Linked DNA regions of Gossypium hirsutum: region 1 is linked to region 2. Evidence: chromatin contacts called from public Hi-C data. All regions are on one chromosome and are shown on one strand. The core of a region is the stretch at or near the end of the contact, and the rest is flanking DNA. Distances in the headings are between cores, read along the strand shown.

The links. Hi-C and Micro-C count contacts between places; a contact is called where the count stands out from the background.
Region 1: a contact with region 2 is called in a Hi-C map of leaf, with 3 times the contacts expected there. The contact joins the promoter of LOC107912780 here to the promoter of LOC107889040 in region 2. A contact is called at or near these places in 3 of 34 Hi-C or Micro-C datasets (all in leaf).

What each region holds. Positions count from the first base shown.
Region 1 is chrA09:64,589,934-64,593,070 of Gossypium_hirsutum_v2.1, forward strand. LOC107912780 (splicing factor U2af small subunit B) reads left to right here and starts at 1,694. Exons shown (of 6, transcript XM_016841105.2): 1 at 1,694-2,830; 2 at 2,979-3,065; 3 at 3,136-3,137. The coding sequence starts at 2,594.
Region 2 is chrA09:64,443,924-64,446,872 of Gossypium_hirsutum_v2.1, forward strand. It overlaps LOC107889040 (DDT domain-containing protein PTM), which reads right to left and starts at 1,671. Exons shown (of 10, transcript XM_016813338.2): 1 at 1,499-1,671; 2 at 379-1,384. The coding sequence starts at 1,208.

The DNA.
Region 1 (3,137 bases), core at 444-2,943, 150 kb after region 2:
ATCTAAAATTATTTCATGAAAAAAAAAACTAAACTGTAGAAGAGGAGAAAAAGAACTTACGACTGATGTAGGCAGTGCAAACAAAAAAATGTCATATAACATCGATTTTAATAGCTCTGTGACTTAAATGAAAATTTTTAAATAGATCATTGATTGAATTATAACTTTTCAATTAAGTGATTAAAATAAAAATCTACTCATAATTTAGTGATTAATTAATGTTACAGTTTACTCTAATATATATATATATAAATAAATTTCTAATTACTTATTTTTCAAGTTAGGAATCTAGCTCTATTCATTGAGTGGAAAAAGAAAACCCAACATATTGGAACATTAAACTTAAAATGAAGCTAAATGTATGTTACTTTATGTAGAAGCCTCATTATCTTTTTGTTAACAAGTGGGGAGAGATAGAGAGGGAGACATATAAACAAAACAGGCTTTATTTTATATTAGCCAAAAGGTAAAAGCAATAATATATCTGGCATTGGTTTATATAATATAAGAGAGTAGGTTGAAAGGTTTTAATTGAGTGAAGTGAGGCCTGCAAATCACTGTTTTTTTCTTCTTTAAATTCATTGTTCAAAAACTGAAAGTAATTCAATATTTAATTGCAGGTCATAGATTTAGGGAAACTTCCAAATTAAGTTTTCTGACAATTTGTTTTAAAGAAAAGAAAATAAAATTAGTTTTCAGAAACAAGATGTAGTATTTAAATTTTTGAACCTTTTGTGTCAATGAGGTAAAGTCTCATTTTAATTTGATGAGAAAAAATCACAGGATTTAAAGTGGTGGTAACTAGTGAAGAACATCAAATCTTTCATGGTCATATATATTTTTACGCTAAAAATATTATGGAATTTTATTAGAAAAAATAAATAAATTATTCATTAAGTTATTAAAAATTAACATGACTAATGAAATAACCAGACAATGACACACGATATATCACGACGTATCACGTATATCTTAGATGATATATAAAATTCTCTACAATATTTTTACCACATGATGTTGCAGTATTATCAACCTTAACTTTTGCCAACTATAGTGTAAGTGAATAGTATCACCCATAGGCAAAATGGTATTATTATTGCAAAGCACAAGGTACTCCATACCATATATTATATATATATATTGCATTATAGTGTAACAGCCAAGATGTGTCAGATTGCATTAAAGTATATATCTTTTGTCAATTATGATGGGGAGAATTGTAAAGAGTGGCTTTGAGACACTCATTTAACCACACTTCGTCTCCAAGGACCACATAGCCAACACTTGTAGCTTTCTTCCCAGTTATTCATTTCAAAAAACAGAAGAAACCAAAAATTTGACCCGCTGGTATTGCAATGAATGAAGAAAAGGACTGATAAGATGAAGTGATTAAATGTGAGAATTTAGTTAAAATTGATTTGTTGTAGTTGGTTGGTGTTTAAGTATAAGATGAAATACAATAATGCTTAGCTGAGAAGTCATCTCAAACTTGCTGTCTTGTATTTTGGCCTTTTAGGAGTGGTGTTTGATGTTTCAATTTTATAACAAAGACATATACATAGGGATCCTTTTGGTTTTTATTTTTTTGGTTATGCAACCCCATCATTCGGGGGACATGTTAGGTCCATTTTTCTGAGACATGGGGTCACCCTCATTCATCCTTATATATACCGCAGCATCTACTATCTACTATGCTGAAATTGAAATAATTTAGAATCCAGTTTGTCCATTTCCAGGCTTGTGAGAGTAGGTGGGGGATATTGGTGAAGTTATTTTGAAAGAGGAATCCTAGAGTTGTAAAAGTAAAGTTTGTTTTGGAATAATAAACTGGTTGCAATTAAAAGATAAAATTGAACGATTTCGAAAACTGCATACATATTAAACCCATTCTACTGGGTGCTGTTTATCATGTATGATGTGTATATGGTAAGGATCTCATCTATTGTGTCATTCGTGCCTGCCACAGCTTGGAGTTTCACTATCTTATAATAATATGCAAGAAGTTACTGATGAGATAAACAAAAAATAATTGATTTAATCAAAGTTTTAAAATTTTTGAATATTTTTTGTTTGAGTTAATATGGGTGTACGTTTAGATTATTTTGTATTCAATTTTTTTTTAGATTAAAATTTTCAAGTTAAATTATTGTGAATTACTGGTGATATAAATTTATGAATGGATGGAATAATAATGTGAGTATCATTTTTCTTCAAATTCAAAGAATCCTTATGGGGTTGAGTGTTTTTATATGGAAAAAGCGTTTTTGTTTTGAAAATATTTATGTAGTTAGAGTTGAGGGATCATATTTCTCGACAACAAATCTAATTAGGAGATTTGCAGAAGGATGGTATTGGATTATGATTAGCCTTGGAATGATGTGACCATAGCCATAGCCCAAAGGTACGTATATGAGCCCTGTTTAAATCTGAATGATGTCAAAGCTGGGCCTTGAAAGTTTGGATGTAACGTAATGTTATTATCCAAATACCCAAAAACCGAAAACACTTTTCACCTATATTATTGATCTTCAAATCAAACCCACGACGGAAAAGAACAGAAAAAAGGGAACAGATCCTTGGAAGAGGAAGAAAAATGGCGGAGCATTTGGCGTCGATATTTGGGACTGAAAAGGACAGAGTGAACTGCCCCTTCTATTTCAAGATAGGCGCGTGCCGTCATGGGGATCGCTGCTCGCGTCTCCACACCAAGCCCAGCATCAGCCCTACTATCCTTCTCTCCAACATGTACCAACGGCCGGACATGATCACCCCGGGCGTCGACGCCCAGGGTAACCCCATCGATCCCCGCAAGATCCAACAACATTTTGAGGTATTTCTCCTTAAGCTTTTCAAATCTCAAAGTTTTACTGTTTCTCTATTTGGATTCTGTGATTTGGTGTAGAGTAATTTTTAGTTAGGATATTGTTTAAAAGTAGCTTGGCAACTGGAGTCTTAGTGTTTTAATGTTGAATTTGCAGGCTTTTTATGAGGATTTGTTTGAGGAGTTGAGCAAGTACGGTCAAATTGAGAGTTTGAACATATGTGATAACTTGGCTGACCATATGGTAAATATTTTTTTCCCGGAAAATTTTTCGTTTGGATTCTATTTGTTTGATAACTTAATTTTCTGAACAGGT
Region 2 (2,949 bases), core at 421-2,920:
ATTACCTGGCACTTCTAGTCACCCATAAACCACACAATCTTCTTTTCAAGGAGAGATCGTAGCTAATCAACCATAATTTTTTTTTGAAGAGGGGGGGGGGGGGGGAGGGGCATCAATTGCATCATCAAAATGACTTGATACTTTTAATCACCCTAAAGCACACATAAACTCATGGAGGATTGGAACAAGTGTTAGTTTTCTTTAAATTTTTAAGAGCTAAGTACTATCTTGCATCTTTAGCAAGAAAAGATAATAATATGGTAGATTGTGGTGAGAACCATATTTTTCATGGAGCATCCCAGAAAAAAATCCATCAAACCATTAAAACAATATACTAATGCCTAACTATCTATGATGTGTGAAAATGGATATACATACCTCAAGCATTTTGATGCAAGCTCTGAGCCTTCTGAAGAGATTGTTTCAAGATGACAACTCAATGCTCGCATCAAAGCAACATGAACAGCATCAAGCAAAGGGTTTGGTTCACAGCAATTTAATGACCCCACAAAATCATCCAATCCAAACGGGCTCAAAAACAATATTATGCTGAAGGACCTAAGAAAACCATACACAGAAAATAGATTTGAAACGCACTCCTCCGGCACACCAATTGTTCCTGAACCAGGAGGCAACAGAGGTGGTGGAATAAGAGGAATCTCAGACTCCAAAGACAATCCCCTATCGTGTGCATGCTCACAGGAATCACTTGAAGAATCTGCATCATCCTCTTGTTCTCCATCATTCTCGACCATCATCTCACTAACAGCCAAACTTTCCACGCCCTTAGCCTCATTTTTTAAAACTTCCGCTTTCTTCTTTTCCTCCTTCAATTTACTCTCCTTTGCAATCCTGTTTAACACTAATTCATCTAACCTAACTTTTCTCCTACTCAAATCATCATCGAAATATGAATCTTCCAAAACCAACTCTCGAAGTTCCCCACTCTCCAGATCCTCAAAATCACCATCCTCATAGTCTACTCTATACAATCCAGTGTCATAGGAAACAATCTTACCTAAAAATACACTTCCCCCAAATTCTTTCAACACGTATCGACCTACAAAGGCCATGGATCTTGTCTCCAACACCCGTTTTTTAGTTTTGGAATTATTAAATTTCGTATCAGCAACAGAACTTTCATTTTCTTCTTCTGGTCGCCTACGTTTCCTCGGCCTACCTCTAGGCCGTTTTACGATAACCTCCATTGACCGACCGACCCGATAACAGATCGAATCGACCCCTGGATTTGATAAACCTAGTTTCCAAACAACCCCCTAGGGTTTCCAAAAAATTCCTTTTATTTACAGAGCCTGAGGTCGCCTCTCTTTTTTTTTCTGATTTTTAGTGATCTATGGCTCGCAGAGGTCCTTTAGAAGAAATTCTAAACAAATATTGAATAAATCAATTTTTTAAAATGATAAAAAAAATCGGAGAAATAAAATCAGAGTAATTTTTAATAAAAAGTAATTATGGACGAAGAACTATGGAGAGATACCTGGTTAGGGTTTTTTGATAACCGCCATTGAAATTGTCTTCTGAGATTCTAGAGATTAGAGAGAAAGATAGAGAGATAGGGAGTCCTAATAGCAGTGAACAACGGCCTCTTTTATCGCGCGTGAGAAAAGTGAAAAGTGAGGAGTGGCGGGCTCGGTTTTTTTTTGAGTTATCGATTTGAACTCGTCCGAGTTGGGCCGTGAAATTTAATGATTTTCTTCTACACCAGATTTTATATGGGGGATATTTTGTGCGGACACCCTCACGGTTATGATTTACTGAGCTTGTAATTATGTTATATGTGCTTTTTAATATTCTCTATTTGTATTTTTAAATTTATAATATTTAACTTTTTTAAATTGATTTTAAGCAAGTGAAAATAAATAAATTTTATTTTTAATGGAATAAAATTTTTACTTTTATACTTCCCTCATGTTATATTGTTATTATAAACTTTTGATTGCTTAAATTTGCTTGATATAATTCATTAAAATAATTCATTTTATATAATAAGTAAAATAAATAAATTGTTGCAAGAATCAGAGTAAACTAATCGATTGAACTACTTGAACTTGAAATTAATGATCCAATCAATTTAATTGATTAAGGTAAATGAAAAATCAGAATTATTTTGAATCCTTAAAAAAGGATAATAAATCAAAGAGTAATGAAAATCTACTTTGATTCTTTTTGTATTTTATTTTTTTGTAAATATGATTTTTTTTCTATTTTTGAATAAATTTAAAATGTTTTTAATGAAATTTTAAATTATTATTATTTTAAAGTGATTGAATTGTCTTATTCAACCAGATCGATTCTTACTAGTAAAAAAAATATTTCATTTAATCATCTAGTATTTAATAAAAAAATTAAGAGGTTATTAAAATTTTAAACTTCATAACTTAAAAAATAACATAAAATTAATTTGTATTTGTTGAAATTGACTTTTTATTAGTATTGAGTAAATTATGAAAGCAAAATTATGTGCATGGTTCACAGTGTAAAAATATATCAGTGCACGATACCAAAATTCAAACCAAGTCCACCAAAAGCCAAATGGTCATGACCTTACACAATTCACTCCAACATATGCTCTAAGATTAAAAATTAGGACTAATGGTCGAATTGACTCAGTGTATAAACGAGGCAACTCAGAGTTAGTTAGACTCATGCATGTTTTAAATGAGTCGAAGCCCTATTCGGCTTTTGCTGCCCTTCTTTTTAGATTCAAACGGGTAATCGGGTCGAGTAAAATTGAAAAGATACAAATACACAACACAAACAAAATTATTATGTGGCGGGAAAATTTTTCCCCGCCCTTTAATGGAATTACTCGCCATTTTTTTTTAAAGCATTGAAATTGGATTATTAATAAGTTTTTTAGGGGATATTAATATATTAATTGACTTTGAGGGTAGCATATCTTTGAAAATCAAACAGAATGTTGTAACA